Regions from separate parts of the Mus musculus genome. Here region 2 is linked to region 1. The links are chromatin contacts, called in public Hi-C maps. All regions are on one chromosome and are shown on one strand. Each heading gives the region's core, a stretch centred on a gene start, on an enhancer-like site or on the middle of the called end of the contact. The rest is flanking DNA. Distances are from core to core; before and after follow the strand shown. Region 1 holds the start of Plekha8 (pleckstrin homology domain containing, family A (phosphoinositide binding specific) member 8). Region 2 overlaps Plekha8 (pleckstrin homology domain containing, family A (phosphoinositide binding specific) member 8).

Evidence for each region. Hi-C and Micro-C count contacts between places; a contact is called where the count stands out from the background.
Region 2: a contact with region 1 is called in a Hi-C map of rod photoreceptor, with 3 times the contacts expected there. The contact joins the enhancer-like site here to the promoter of Plekha8 in region 1. A contact is called at or near these places in 16 of 39 promoter capture datasets (the 3T3-L1 cell line, the HPC-7 cell line, cranial neural crest and 10 more), 49 of 484 Hi-C or Micro-C datasets (the AML12 cell line, the HL-1 cell line, Sertoli cells and 25 more), 12 of 115 datasets of contacts at active chromatin or transcription factors (the SCID.adh cell line, bone marrow-derived dendritic cells, bone marrow-derived macrophages and 6 more) and 3 of 9 other capture datasets (adipose tissue, liver and pancreatic islet).

What each region holds. Positions count from the first base shown.
Region 1 is chr6:54,591,587-54,597,793 of GRCm38.p6, reverse strand. Plekha8 (pleckstrin homology domain containing, family A (phosphoinositide binding specific) member 8) reads right to left here and starts at 2,683. Exons shown (of 14, transcript NM_001164361.1): 1 at 2,323-2,683. The coding sequence starts at 2,362. Fkbp14 (FK506 binding protein 14) reads left to right here and starts at 4,620. Exons shown (of 4, transcript NM_153573.2): 1 at 4,620-4,947. The coding sequence starts at 4,751.
Region 2 is chr6:54,634,080-54,640,535 of GRCm38.p6, reverse strand. It overlaps Plekha8 (pleckstrin homology domain containing, family A (phosphoinositide binding specific) member 8), which reads right to left. Exons shown (of 14, transcript NM_001164361.1): 13 at 4,765-4,826. Among named protein-coding and RNA genes, the nearest start is that of Gm34249, 20 kb to the left of the region's middle. Within about 2 kb of position 1,370, at least 6 of the 459 cell types and tissues checked have an H3K27ac peak or open chromatin away from gene starts, as enhancers often do. A contact at or near this core is called in olfactory sensory neurons and rod photoreceptor, where this site is marked.

The sequences.
Region 1 (6,207 bases), core at 1,434-3,933:
TCTAATGAATTATCTCCATACTTACACATCAGTGCATTGCTTAATACTTAATACTTCTCATCACTATAGATGTCAATTAACCCAGAGACCCTCAACTAGTGAAGGTGTGGGAAGTAAGAGATCACAGAGTGCTCAGTCCAAAATGGAATAAACATATCACCCCCTATTCCTAAGGCCCTGGGATCTTAGTGGAAGGGTAAGCGAAAAGACTGTAAGATCCAGAGATGCTAGAAAACATCAAGGAAACAAGTGTTTTCTGGACATAACAACACAGTTGCAAATATGCACTCAGTGTTTGTGACAACCTGCAGAGGACTTGTGCAAGCTCAAGCCAGACACAATCCCAGCATCGGGGAGGGAGGGAGGGAGGTATGAAATCCCAGCACTGGCTGAGGAACTCCTGGCAGCTGATAGTTGCTGGGAGAGCAAGTGCCAGTTTTCTTTAATGGTATGATCCTTAGCGGGCCCCACTCCCAAGAGTCTCTGAGCATCATTAGCTGCAGGAGATGGAGGAGAAAGAGGAGGAGCAGGAGGACGACTTCAAGGTGAGTAGGGAGTGAGGGTGGAAAGGGTGGCTATGGGAAGAGGGATGAACATGAGCAAAAGGAGCTGTGCGACATTCTCAGAGAACTCGGAAAATATTATTCTAAAGGCAAAGGCTTTCCATCTAAGTTCATCATTCACTCTCCGACAGCAAAGGAGAGCAGAGGGAACCCATGTGATCTTCCTAAGCTAGTGCCATTCTCTTCCAAAGTAAGGCCGTGTTGAATGAAAGCCAATGTGCCAACCGACCCTCAATTTTAAGCAGAGTAGTCTATCCAGAAAAGTAGTCAGCGGTGTGACAGCCTTCAGCCTTCATGGAACAGTGAGTGACACACAAGCCAAAGGAAAAGCAGCGAAGGCTCCAATGCCTTTAGGGCTTTGCCCAGAAGCCACTCAACAGTACTGTCCGTTCTTACTTAGGGAAGAAAAGAGTTGACTCTTACCATCAAACAGATGGCAGGGGCATCACAGAAGATAGATCCACAGAGACAGCTAGAAAAATGTTGGTGCAATGAAGGATACAGAAGACTGTGGGGAGAGGGCATTTTACTACCAAAAGTTTCCACACAGAAAGGGGAGGGAAAGGAAGACGGAAATGATTAAGGTGGGGCAGGAGAAGAAAGTGATTTGTGTGTGTCCGGGCTAGGGTTCAGAGGAGGACAGTAAAGGGTGAAGTTGACTCAAGGGTTTACAATTAAGATACACACCTACTTCTCAGCATTTAGGACAGCATTGGGAGAATGGCACCGTCAAGCCTTCTCTTAAACAACATGCTAATCGGCTTCCAGTATTCAAGGACCTGCAGGCCAGCTTTGAGTTCTTCCTGTATAACCTAATCTCTCTGCTGACATCAGTGGAGATCCTTGAAGTGAAGGCCAGGTCTTAAGGAAAACCTTCTCATCAGACCCTCGGGTAGAGATTTTAAAAAAAATGAATTAACTGTGCTAACTACTATACTACTTGGAGATTCCAGGTACATGCTGACAGGTGTACTTCTGCCTGTACTGGGCTGTGACTTCCTCAAAGTTACTCTGCCAGATCTTCACAAGCCATACACACCTGTCCTTACTACAGAACTGCCCCACCAAAGGATGGGGAAACCCTAGCTCTAGTTGGTAAGATTTCTAGTTTCTGCATCCCCACTGACACGTTAAATGTTAACCCATTTTCCCTAACAAAAAAGTTTAACTTTAAAACGCACCCAGCACTGTTCATATAGCATAGTACTTATAAAATACTGGCTGCTTGGATGAAAATAATGTTCGTTGAGAATCATCTTCAAAGCTGAGGAATAGTTCTAACTTCTGGATAGTTGGAAAGTGCTTCCAAGAGCTAGAAAGGGGGCAGGGTGCTATTTTAAGCCATTGTGCTGGGCAAGACAAGGACACCGTTGTTAATATCTGCATTCATTTTTATGACAGAGTTCTGAAACAAAAGAAATGTTCGGAGAGAAAAGGCCGATCGCCAGCGTACACTTCAGGGCTTAGGGCTGCGGTGCTAGAGTTCCACTACCTCGGTCGGCAGGGGGATGACCCTGAAGGTGCCTAGGGAGATCGACTGCGTGGAGACTCTGGAATCCAGGGGTTGGTGGCACTCGGCACCCTGCAGCTGGGCTGCGCGGCCCAAGCGAGGCCGCCCCCCACCCAATTCGCGAGATTGAGGTGGACCCCGCAGCGGACCCAGGCTGCCGGCTTCACCCGGTACCCAACTCTCCATCCGGGCCGCGAGCCGGCGGAGGGTGCCGCCTGGCGCACCGCACCCACGGAAGCCGGCACTCACCGCTCAGGTAGTTGGTCCACTTGTACAGCACGCCCTCCATGGCACCCGCGGGCCCCTCGTCGCCCCGGCCCGCCGCGGGGACGCCGGGCCGGCCTCACATCCTGGGCCCGGGGGCGGGGTCACCGCGACAGCCTGGGAGCACCAGCTCCGGGTCCCGGGGGCTGCGCCTGCGCCTGGCGCAGTCGGTGTGGACGCCGCAGAGCGGCCGCCAGAGAGAGGCGAGGGAGGCGCGGGAGGCGCGGCCCCTGTGGCGGCGGTCGCGGGCGCCTTCCTGCGGCCACTGAGCCCACAGCGCCCGCCCCGGCGCGCTCGCGCATGCTCACTGCGCTGTGCGCACGCTACCAAATCCACGCCAGGGTTTGGCCACTGCGCGGAGGGGCTGACCGGTGGGCGGGGCTCCGATGCGCACGCGGGTGGCAGGTCACCCATGGGGGTCTAGGCTCCAGGGATCCAGCTTTTAATGACAAGTTTGTCAGTGGAGGAGGATGCGGGCTGAGACCCGGAATCCTCGGATGAGGCTAGTCTGTAGTTTCCGGATGCACTTCTGTGTAAGGCGCTGTTCAAACTGCCGGCCTCTTGACTGGAAGCTTGGTCTCTGGACCGCAGACATTGACTTCACCTGGGCTTCTGTTAAAAAAAAAAAAAAAATCTCTCGGGGGTTCCAGACCTTTTGGATTAAAAATCGGCACTTTTACAAGCTCTCCAAGGGGAATTTCTAAGTACATGAAAGTATGAAAATGCACTGTTGTCAGGATTTTTATCCAAGAAAAGTGTCTATCACAGGTTAGATGGAAGGTGAATGTTGAGAAGAAGCACAACACAACCAAATGTTAGTGTTATAGAAATATGCTCTCAAGGGCTAAAGTGCAGGCATTTTTTCCCTTAGTGTAAGGTTGACAGGTTTAATAAATAATATATCACTTAGTTGGTTATTTGCCTGACTGCACACCTCAATGCCCTGTTTTTGTTGTTGTTTTGTTTGTGTTTTGTTGTTGTTTTAATCTCTTTTGGTGATTTCTAGTTTCTTCTCAGATTGCAGCAATGGACTACATCTGAAATGAGGGCAGCCGTTTAGAACTTTAAGCTGTATAATTGTTAAAACAAGTGCTCTCTCTCTCTCTCTCTCTCTCTCTCTCTCTCTCTCCGTCCTTAAGTATTATCTACTCACCACCAAGGTCACATAAGTGACGAATTATTAGCAGTCACTCATTGACAGCGATGTTTGTAGAATGAAATCAAGCCAAGTCTTAAGGTGGAGTGCCAATTCTTTTCGGCCAAGTGAACTTAAGCAGGGCACTAACTTCTAACCTAATTTTTTTTTTAAACTAGCTTCTCTCCGGGCTAGTTTTTTGCAACTTGATGCAGGCTAGAGTAATTTGGAACGAGGATCTCCGAACCATAAGATTTACCTGTAGGCAAGTCTCTACTGCTTTTTCTTAAATACTGATTGATGTGGAAGGGTCCAGTTCACTGAGAGTGGTGCCACCCTTGGTCAGGTGATCCTAGGTGCTATTAAAAAAAAAAAAAAAAAGCAGGCTGAGCAAGCCAGTAAGCAGCACTCCTCTATGGCCTCTCTACATCAGCTCTTGCTTCCTGATTACTGTTTTGAGTTCCTACCCTGCCTTCCCTGGATAATGGACTATGATATAGAAGTGTAATAGGTAAAAATCCTTTCCTCCCCAACTTGCTATTAGTCATGATGCTTTAACCCAAGAATGGAAACCCTAAGACACTGTCTAAATGGGGGGGGGGGGGGGAGTGGGTGGGTGGGAATAGCCACGTTAAGTTAGTGAGGATCTTGCACCAGAGTGTGCTTTGCGAACCTTAAAGCATCCTAGTAGGTCCTTAGAGTTTCTGTTCTAAATTAGTAACCATAGTTCTGAGCCTTTATTTGTGGCATCTTGAAGAAGGCTGCTTCTCAGTGTCTGGTCTTTCCAAAAACCCGAGTGTCACCTGGCTCCAGACTCCGCAGCTGGAATACTTCACTGAAACAACCCTTCCCCCATCTCCCACCCCCGAGGATGTTAGCCTGGATCCAGCTGCCTTCCCGAGGTGGGAGAATTTCCTAATCAGCGGGCTCTAGGACTGTTCCGAAGGGGCACATCCGAGCCCAGGGCCCAACAGCACACAGAACCACTACATTTTTTTCGGCGCCATTGGCTGGGAGGCGCCTGAGGGACAGCAGCGCCAGCCAGTGGAAGGACGCCTTTCCCTAGAAGCTGCCTTATTAGAACCAATCATGTTTGGATGGGGCTTTAACTCTTTATTGTGAGTTCGCTGTCTGTGTGAAAATTGTTAGAAAAAGTGCCACGTCTTCCTGGGAGTGTGTCTGTTGGGGGAGTCCTGAACTTGCTTGGCCTAAGCTGTCTCCGCTTTTGGCACATTTTTAACTCTATGAAGTCGGGGGCCTTTCCTCTGCTTTGGTAACATGAGGTTTTTCTTGTGGAACGCTATCTTGGCACTGTGGGTCACGGTTCTGAGCGGAGCTCTGATTCCTGAGCCAGAAGTGAAAATCGAAGTTCTCCAGAAGCCATTCATCTGCCATCGCAAGACCAAGGGAGGGGATCTGATGTTGGTCCACTACGAAGGCTATTTAGAAAAGGACGGCTCCCTGTTTCATTCCACGTAAGTAATTACGCCTTGCAGGCAGAGTGATAAAGGGCCCACCCATTCACACTAGCCTGTGAAGCTAACAGTTCCTTTACCTCTACAAACTGAAACAAAAAACTGAAATACCTGTTTCCCTTTGGAGAAAGAAAATTGTCAAACCCGTTCTATAGGTCAAGACCATGAAAGAAATTCCTGGATACATGGAGTCTTGACAAATTAATTTCATTATCATTTTATTCTATATAAAATTATATCTAGAGTATTTGAGGTTTTACAGAAATACTTAGGTTATAATTAAGCAGCCAATAGAAAAGGCTTAACAGATTTTTCTGTCTTGAACTCCATTCCATAGGTAAAATATCCGATTCCCCTTTTAATTGTGCAAAAAAAAAATGTTAAGATGTGTCATTTTTCTTCAACAGCAAAATGCACAATCATCTATTTGCCTGCTTCTAAAAGATACACAAATAACTGTTTCAAGCGACCTGTTTAACTTCTTGGCAGGTGGCATTTTGGCCAAAGCACAGGATGACAGAAAGTCATTCCTTCTAGAAAGTCAGGCTTCATCCATGGCAAAGGTGTGGTTATAGAAGTAAAAAGTAGAAGGATTTCCAGATGTTTTACACTCGCTTTTCTTTTTTATAAACAAAGATTTGGCAGATAATGTTACCAAGTGTGATGATTTCCATTCAGAAAGTATTTAACCAGCACCTCCTTAGGGCCGGTCAGAAAGTTCACCTTCTAGTCATCTGCATCCATTCATTCATTCAGCCCGGGAAGCCACACCTCTGCCTGGAGATGCAGAGAGGGAAAACACAGGAAAGGGCTCTGTTTATGGAGAGTACAGAATGTCCACTGAGAAGGGATGGCAGCCTGTGGTCCATTGTGCTGATCAGGGAGGATAAAGAAGGAGTTCGGAACACAACAGCCTTGAACGTCAGGGGTGGAAATTATCAAGGCGGAACAGGAAGGGGAGAAGATTTTGCAGATGTGGGAATGGCATGAGCTAAGTCTGAAGCTTCCGCTCAATTGAGATCCTGCCATTTGTTTTAATAAACTGCTGTGAGACATGGTCTCTGTGAGACTTAAGGGTAGTGAATGACAGTCCTCCACACACTGCTCTGGTGAAAGATTTCAAGAAGAGTTTGTCAGAGCTTTGTCCTCGGTGCACAGTGGATAGTAACCAATACTGTGGCATTGCACTTCAGAGTCTCAGTTACATTCTTGCTTTTGGTCTGATCCCTTTCATAGCTAGTCTAAGTTCTTTTCCAGCCA
Region 2 (6,456 bases), core at 121-2,620, 44 kb before region 1:
GGGCCAATAATGAACAATGCCACCAAGTCAGGGACTACTAAGAGACAAGGCTTTAGAGAAAAGCTCCCTTCTCATAGTTAGGATTCGGACTCTTTCTCCTTGAATCCTTGGTCAGTCCGTATGTACACCTGTCTGTTGGCATGCGCCTGTCTAGCTTTCCAGTACCTCTAATCATATCTCACTTGCAAACAACATTTCATGTGTCTTCATGTCTTCTATTATTTCTCAACATGGATAATATTTTCTCTAACCCCTTATGTGTTTTATAACAAGGAAGAGAACAAGTAATGGTAATAATGATGACCTGACAGGATCTAGACTTAGAAGATAAACTTCTTGGCATGCCTGTGAGAGAGTTTCTGATTGGCTGATTGGGATAGGAGGAACATCCATACATGTGGATGGCATTATTCCACGGTCTGGAGGCCTAGACTGATGAAAAAGAAGAAAACAGCCCAGCAGCAAACTTCATCTCTATGGGGCAATGTGAGCAGCTGTCTCAAGCTCCAGCTGGTAAGATGGACTGCACCCTCAATATCTAAGCCAAAATAAACCCTACTTTTAAAATTGCTGCTGTTGGCTATTTTACTGTAGCAGCGATAAAAGTAATGAATACGGAAAACTCATTCCAGGAAGGCATTGTTACTTGATGAAACTGACCTCTTGTGTATTGGATCTTTAGAACTGGTTTCCAGAAGAGTTTGAAACTTCAGGCTAGAAAAGCCTTAGGATGTTATAAGCAGAGCTAAGTGGATTGTTCTAGTGGGTGTTAGGAAGATTAGAATACCAAGTGAAATGTGTGCAGTGGAGGTCCAGGTAATGCAGTTCCAGAGGCAAACCAACTCTACTGGGAACTGGACTAGAGGCCATTCACATTGTATTCTGGAAAACCATCTGGCTGCATTCTGCTAGTGCCGAGGCTTAATTCAAAGGCAATGGGCTAATTTCATTGGCAGGAGAAATCTCCCTTAGAATAGCATCCAGGCTGTAGCAAGCTCTGATCCAGCTCTTCAGTCAGAGAACAAAAGGGAACAGACATGTGCTATTTGTCATGGAGAAAAAAATTCAGAGTTGTAGAGAAGGCTAGTACTGAGAAAGCAATTAGAATATTATAGAGATTAACACCATTAAAAAGAAACCTGAGACAACAGGAAAGGTGCCCAAGGGAATATCATACCCAACAAAAGCTCTATATTGTATAAGTACAAATTCATTTAAAAGGAGAGCCTGAATTGAGACTATTACTAAAGAAGTTCCCTGGTGAATAACTACCACCTAGGGAAGTGTTCCCCCAGGGTCAGCCTGTGAGGCACACAGAGGCCCATGCAATTGGGTACTGGGAGGCCAGGCTACATCTTGTTGCTGACAACAGAAGTCAGAAACACTGTCCATGTGTTACTGGCTTTACAGTCCTGACAGACACAAGAGTGAGGGAGTCATGGAGTCTTGACTGAGATTCCAGATGGCCTCTGAGCCAAGCTATGTGAGCCTGGATTCCTTGCTAGGATGCCCTGAGAGACTGCAGCATAAAGGCACAAAGCTGCAAATGCAAAGCCAAGTTGCAACAGAGAACTCAGGATATTAGAGACGGCAGGAGCGCGAGGTATCTGCGGCAAGTTGGAGGTATGGCTTCGAGGTGGCTCCAGAGACAGGCTCCGTGTGCTTTAGGCAGCAGAGCTGCAGCAATGGGTGCTGCCCAAGCACGCCAGAATGCAATGACTCCCTCAGGAACTCTAGATGCTCCATGTGCAGCCGCAGACTCCGGTGTTCTCCTACTGGGCTTTGGTCTGACATTGGTCTGACAGTCCCTTGTTATGTCCCAACTCTTCTCTTCTGAATTGTGATTTTTACTCTGTGACCTATTTTTTGGTTGAAAGTATGTAATTTGATTTTTTATTTTACAGAGTTTCAAAGTTAAAGAGATTTTCTGAGTCTCAGAAGAGACTCTGAACTTACACTTTTGAACAGTTTTGGAACTGTTAAAGACAACAAATTGAGGACTTTTGAAGTTGGACCAAATGCATTTTGCATGATAAGATGGCCAGGAGCCTATGGTGAAAAGGGTAGACTTATGATGGTGATACTGTTAACCTGTTAGGATCTAGAATCTCTAAGGGGACAACCTTAAGGGCTCATCTGTGAGTGTGTCTCAAACTTGGGTGAGAGACACGTGGTCACCATGACTTGCACTACTGTATGGATGGGGGACTCAGTCTGAATGAAAGGAGAAAGCAGCAGACTCCATCACTCTGCTTCTGAGTGGGGATGCAATGTGGGCAGCTGTTCAAGCCCCTGCTGCCTGGTTCTGTCATGATGGATCCTGGGGGCCCAGATAAGTTTTCCTTCCTTAAACTGATTTTATCAGGTATTTTGTTGAAGCAACAAGTAACTAATACACAGATAATGTTTCTTTTTTGCTTCTATACTGACATTTTAATCATAATATGAAGAACCATGTACAGTTTCTATCTTTATTCTTGTATGAGCATTTTAAGTCTCAGGAACGTGGGGGCCAGGATGAAAGCTAGGCTCACTCTGTGCTTCCCAACCATCTCTCTGGGTAGGAGACTTCCTAGGATCCGTCCTCATCTCCACTGCAGTCTGGCTAGTCTGGTTTAAAAGCTCTCAAAACTTCTCTTCCAAGTATCGCTAGGCTGGCTCTCCTGAGACAGCAGAGAACCTTCACTGTCCCCCTATACGTTGAAAGCCTTTGAGAATCCATCCTCATTTGTGAAGGAAGAGTGGCTTGTATCTTTGCATCTCAGATTTTTCACATACTCATTTGAAGACTTTAAGCAAAGTGCTTAGGTTCTTAGAACCTCACCTTCCTCAAGCATAGAAGGCAGATAAATATTTTTTTTATTTTAAAGATGAAGATCGTATAAGTGTTTTGCCCAAAGCCTGACACCTAATAAACATACAGAAGATAGTGTAAGTATAAAGGAAAGAGAGAAAAAATGAAAATAAGGCAGGCTGCACTCTAGGAAAAGAGAGGCAAGGCCAATGGTGAGCTCAACTCTCCAACCTGGCTGACAGAGAGCAGGAAGGTCAAGCAACAGCTGGGTATCAACAAGCTGGTGGCAGGACCTTGACTGGCATTTGTTCAGATGGGATGTGTTTGAGAATAAAAGTTCACTACTTGGCTGGCAAATGAGTCAAATTCCAGGGACGGAAAGATGTTTTCTCTGAGCCACTGAGATTGGCTAGTTGGCACATTAGAATAAGCCTTCCAAAGTACGGATGTCTTGGGGAGTAACTGTGAACTGAGGCAAAATGCCTGAAATCACAGGTTCCTTAAATACCATAAGCATCAAACACTAGATACTGTCCAACACCATCCATGACCAAAGATGGGTTATCTCTCTGTGTCTCAGGTCTCTGTTCTTAACAGGGAAAATAAGAGTACTCTCAGTGTTAGTAGAGCAATAACTTCATGTCTCTCAGAATGTGTAGTGTGTGATAAATACTCCAAACTGTAACCTGTAAATGCAATGTGTGGTGTTTGATAGGCAATTCCTTCAGCAGTCTATTTTAGGGAATAAGAATTTCAGTAAAATAATGTATGTGAACAGATGTTGTGCCACAGCTAAGAACAAACTTACAGGTGGCTTGCACTTCTTACAGAGGATGAAGCAATCTGTGGGATGCATTATGCAACCACTAATAATAGTATTTTATCTCAGACTCTCATGATAGTGAAATGGTCTTAACTGGGACTAGAGCAATGGGGCTCGTCTGGCAACTGAGGCTGAGGGCTTGATCTACAAATAGCAACAAAAGTCATCACAGAATCTAGTGACAAAGACTACATAATTATACTATAAACTAAATGTAAAAATATGAATTTACATACATACCATAAACATGTGGGTATATAAAGATAAACATGTATAAATAGAACTATATATTTAAAGTAATATATAAACTAGGTCAGTATTTGAAAGAGTTAATAAAATGTATTTTTAAAAGCTAAGAAGGTAAAGCAAATGCCAGGAAGGAGGAGATGCTAGGTACCAGGCAAACACACGCATACAAATGTCTAATATCCTCATTGTTACAATAACTGTTTAAGAAGAGATTACTACATACCCACACAGTTAATATTTGAAGATAAAATCCAACTAAAAACAAAACAAAACAAACAAAAACCAAAACCCGAAAAACCTGAACTAAGAGCTGGGAGTGAACTTAATGAGCAGCAGAGGAGCTGTGAGTTGGGACTCATCACTGGGCTTAATCCCTCCTTGGTGGTATTGAGACCACAGCCTAACCAGCTCTGTTTTTCTTCTTCTCTGCAGACAACCACGTCAGAGGCACAACTCCAGTGTCACTGAAACGCTCCCACTCATAAGTCTTTGCTAGCTAGTCTTTGTGAGACATTTTCTATTGCTGACATTTTCACATTTCAAAGCCTATAAACATAAATGAGCTGACTTTTTTGGTTTTGTCTCCAAAACTAAAGCAAGCAGAAAAGACCATGTGGACCAGTTATTCTCAACCTTTGCGACCCTTTAATACAGTTCCACATGGTATGGCGATCCCCAACCATAACATTATTTTTGTTGCTACTTCATAACTGTAATTTTGCTACTGTTATGAACTGCAATGTTAAGATCTCATGCGCAGGACATCTGGTGTGCAACTCCTGTCAAAGGTGGTTCGATGCTCCCCAACGGGTCTTGGTGCACAGGCTGAGAACCACCAATGTTAACAAGACCCAGCACCTTGCTCATTATGCAACTCTAGGAGACAGGATTGACTTACCGCAAAGACCCCTCGAACTACCCAGCCATGGTGTTGCCGTAATGTTTTGCCATATGCGTTATCTTGAAAAGAAAGAGATTTTGTGGATGGTAAGATGCCAATGTGATTTGTATAATACACTGTTTAATATATGCTAACTACTGGCTTCTTTTCTTTCAAGACAAACAGAAATTTTCACCTATACTGGGGTCACTGTATCTGAACTTCAGTTTATTATCACAGTGGAAAAATTTCACAGATAACACAGTAAGGTGAGAGAAAAAGATATAGAAAATTATCATTAAATACAACTGGAACTATGCAATGAATCTAAACCATTGTTCTTTGAAATGCAGGCTCCCTTCTGGCCAGGCTTAGATACTTCTCTAATTACCCATCTTCCAGTGAGTAAAGTCATCTCTAATTCTTGACAATTCTAATGTTCACTCCTGAGATAACAAACATTTGTCTTAATTCTCTTAGTAACCCTCAATATACAGTATAGAAGCCCGAGTCCCCAAAAATGTTACAGAAAAGCAATGTGTAGCATATACACCCACGGTTCCAGTCACTCAGGAGGCTGAGCTGGAGAATCACTTGTGCCAAAAAAAAAAAAAGAGGTCAGTCTAAGCAACAGAGGGAGACTGTGTCTCAAAACAAAACAGATCGTCCTTCAAACAAACAAAATGTCTGGAGAGGATGGCCTGGAGTTAGTTATAAGGTAATCATGGAAAACTCTTAATAAAGCCATTCACACCTATTATGCTAATGATAACTGCCTATTATTTTTGATCCAGATATTTTAAAGTGAGATTTAAAAACTTGTATATAATAATTTTAATTTAAACACTTCCAGGAGTCAAGGATGGCATTTTGTGCAGGGAATCCACTTTCTGAAATACTGGGCAACAGTGTATAAAACACTTAAAGCGGACTGTGCACCATTCCCACAGACTAGATGCATGCTTGGAAGCCATCCATCTGCAGCTCGCCATGCACTTTCCTCATACGTTGCGTCCATGTCTACTCGGCATCCCAGGAGTTTATGGCATTCTTGGGTTGTTTGTACATCGCACCACAGGGATGGCTTGGTCTCTATCTCCAGGTTTTGCCTGAGCACATCTAAGTTTTCTGTTGCAAACCTATTTACTTTCCTGGGCTAATCCGGTTAGTGCAGGTACTGTGCCACTTGGTGAAGACTTAGGTGATGCTGTGATAGGCTGCACAATCATGCTCAGCTCTGACAAGAGCAAGAAGACAGACACCAGGACCACAGTATGAGTTCCTATGTGGGGAAAGCATTGCAGAGCACAGGACACTGCACTTTGCTGGGAAGTAAGCACTGGCATGGAGCTGCAGCTCAGAGGGCATGAAGCCTTCAACAGCTTTGAAATTACAGAATTTTAGGCAACTTTTATTTCATTTTTTTTGGATAAGGCTTTATTAAAAAATGTCAGTGTTTTTTAGAGTTAGCATTTCCACTTTGCACAATCTGAATTTGCGCAAAATATATTTCTATAAAAGAATGCTTCAATCCATGTTATAACATACTTTTATCTATAAGGACTTAGGTTTTAAATACAACCGATATCCTTGGCTATCCCTTGTTTGAAACAGGATGAGATGTCAGTATCAGTGTGGAGCTCATGCAGAAGGGTTAAAAATTCAATACAAATATGCACAAGTTCTTAGACAGTTGCAAGGTACACCCAA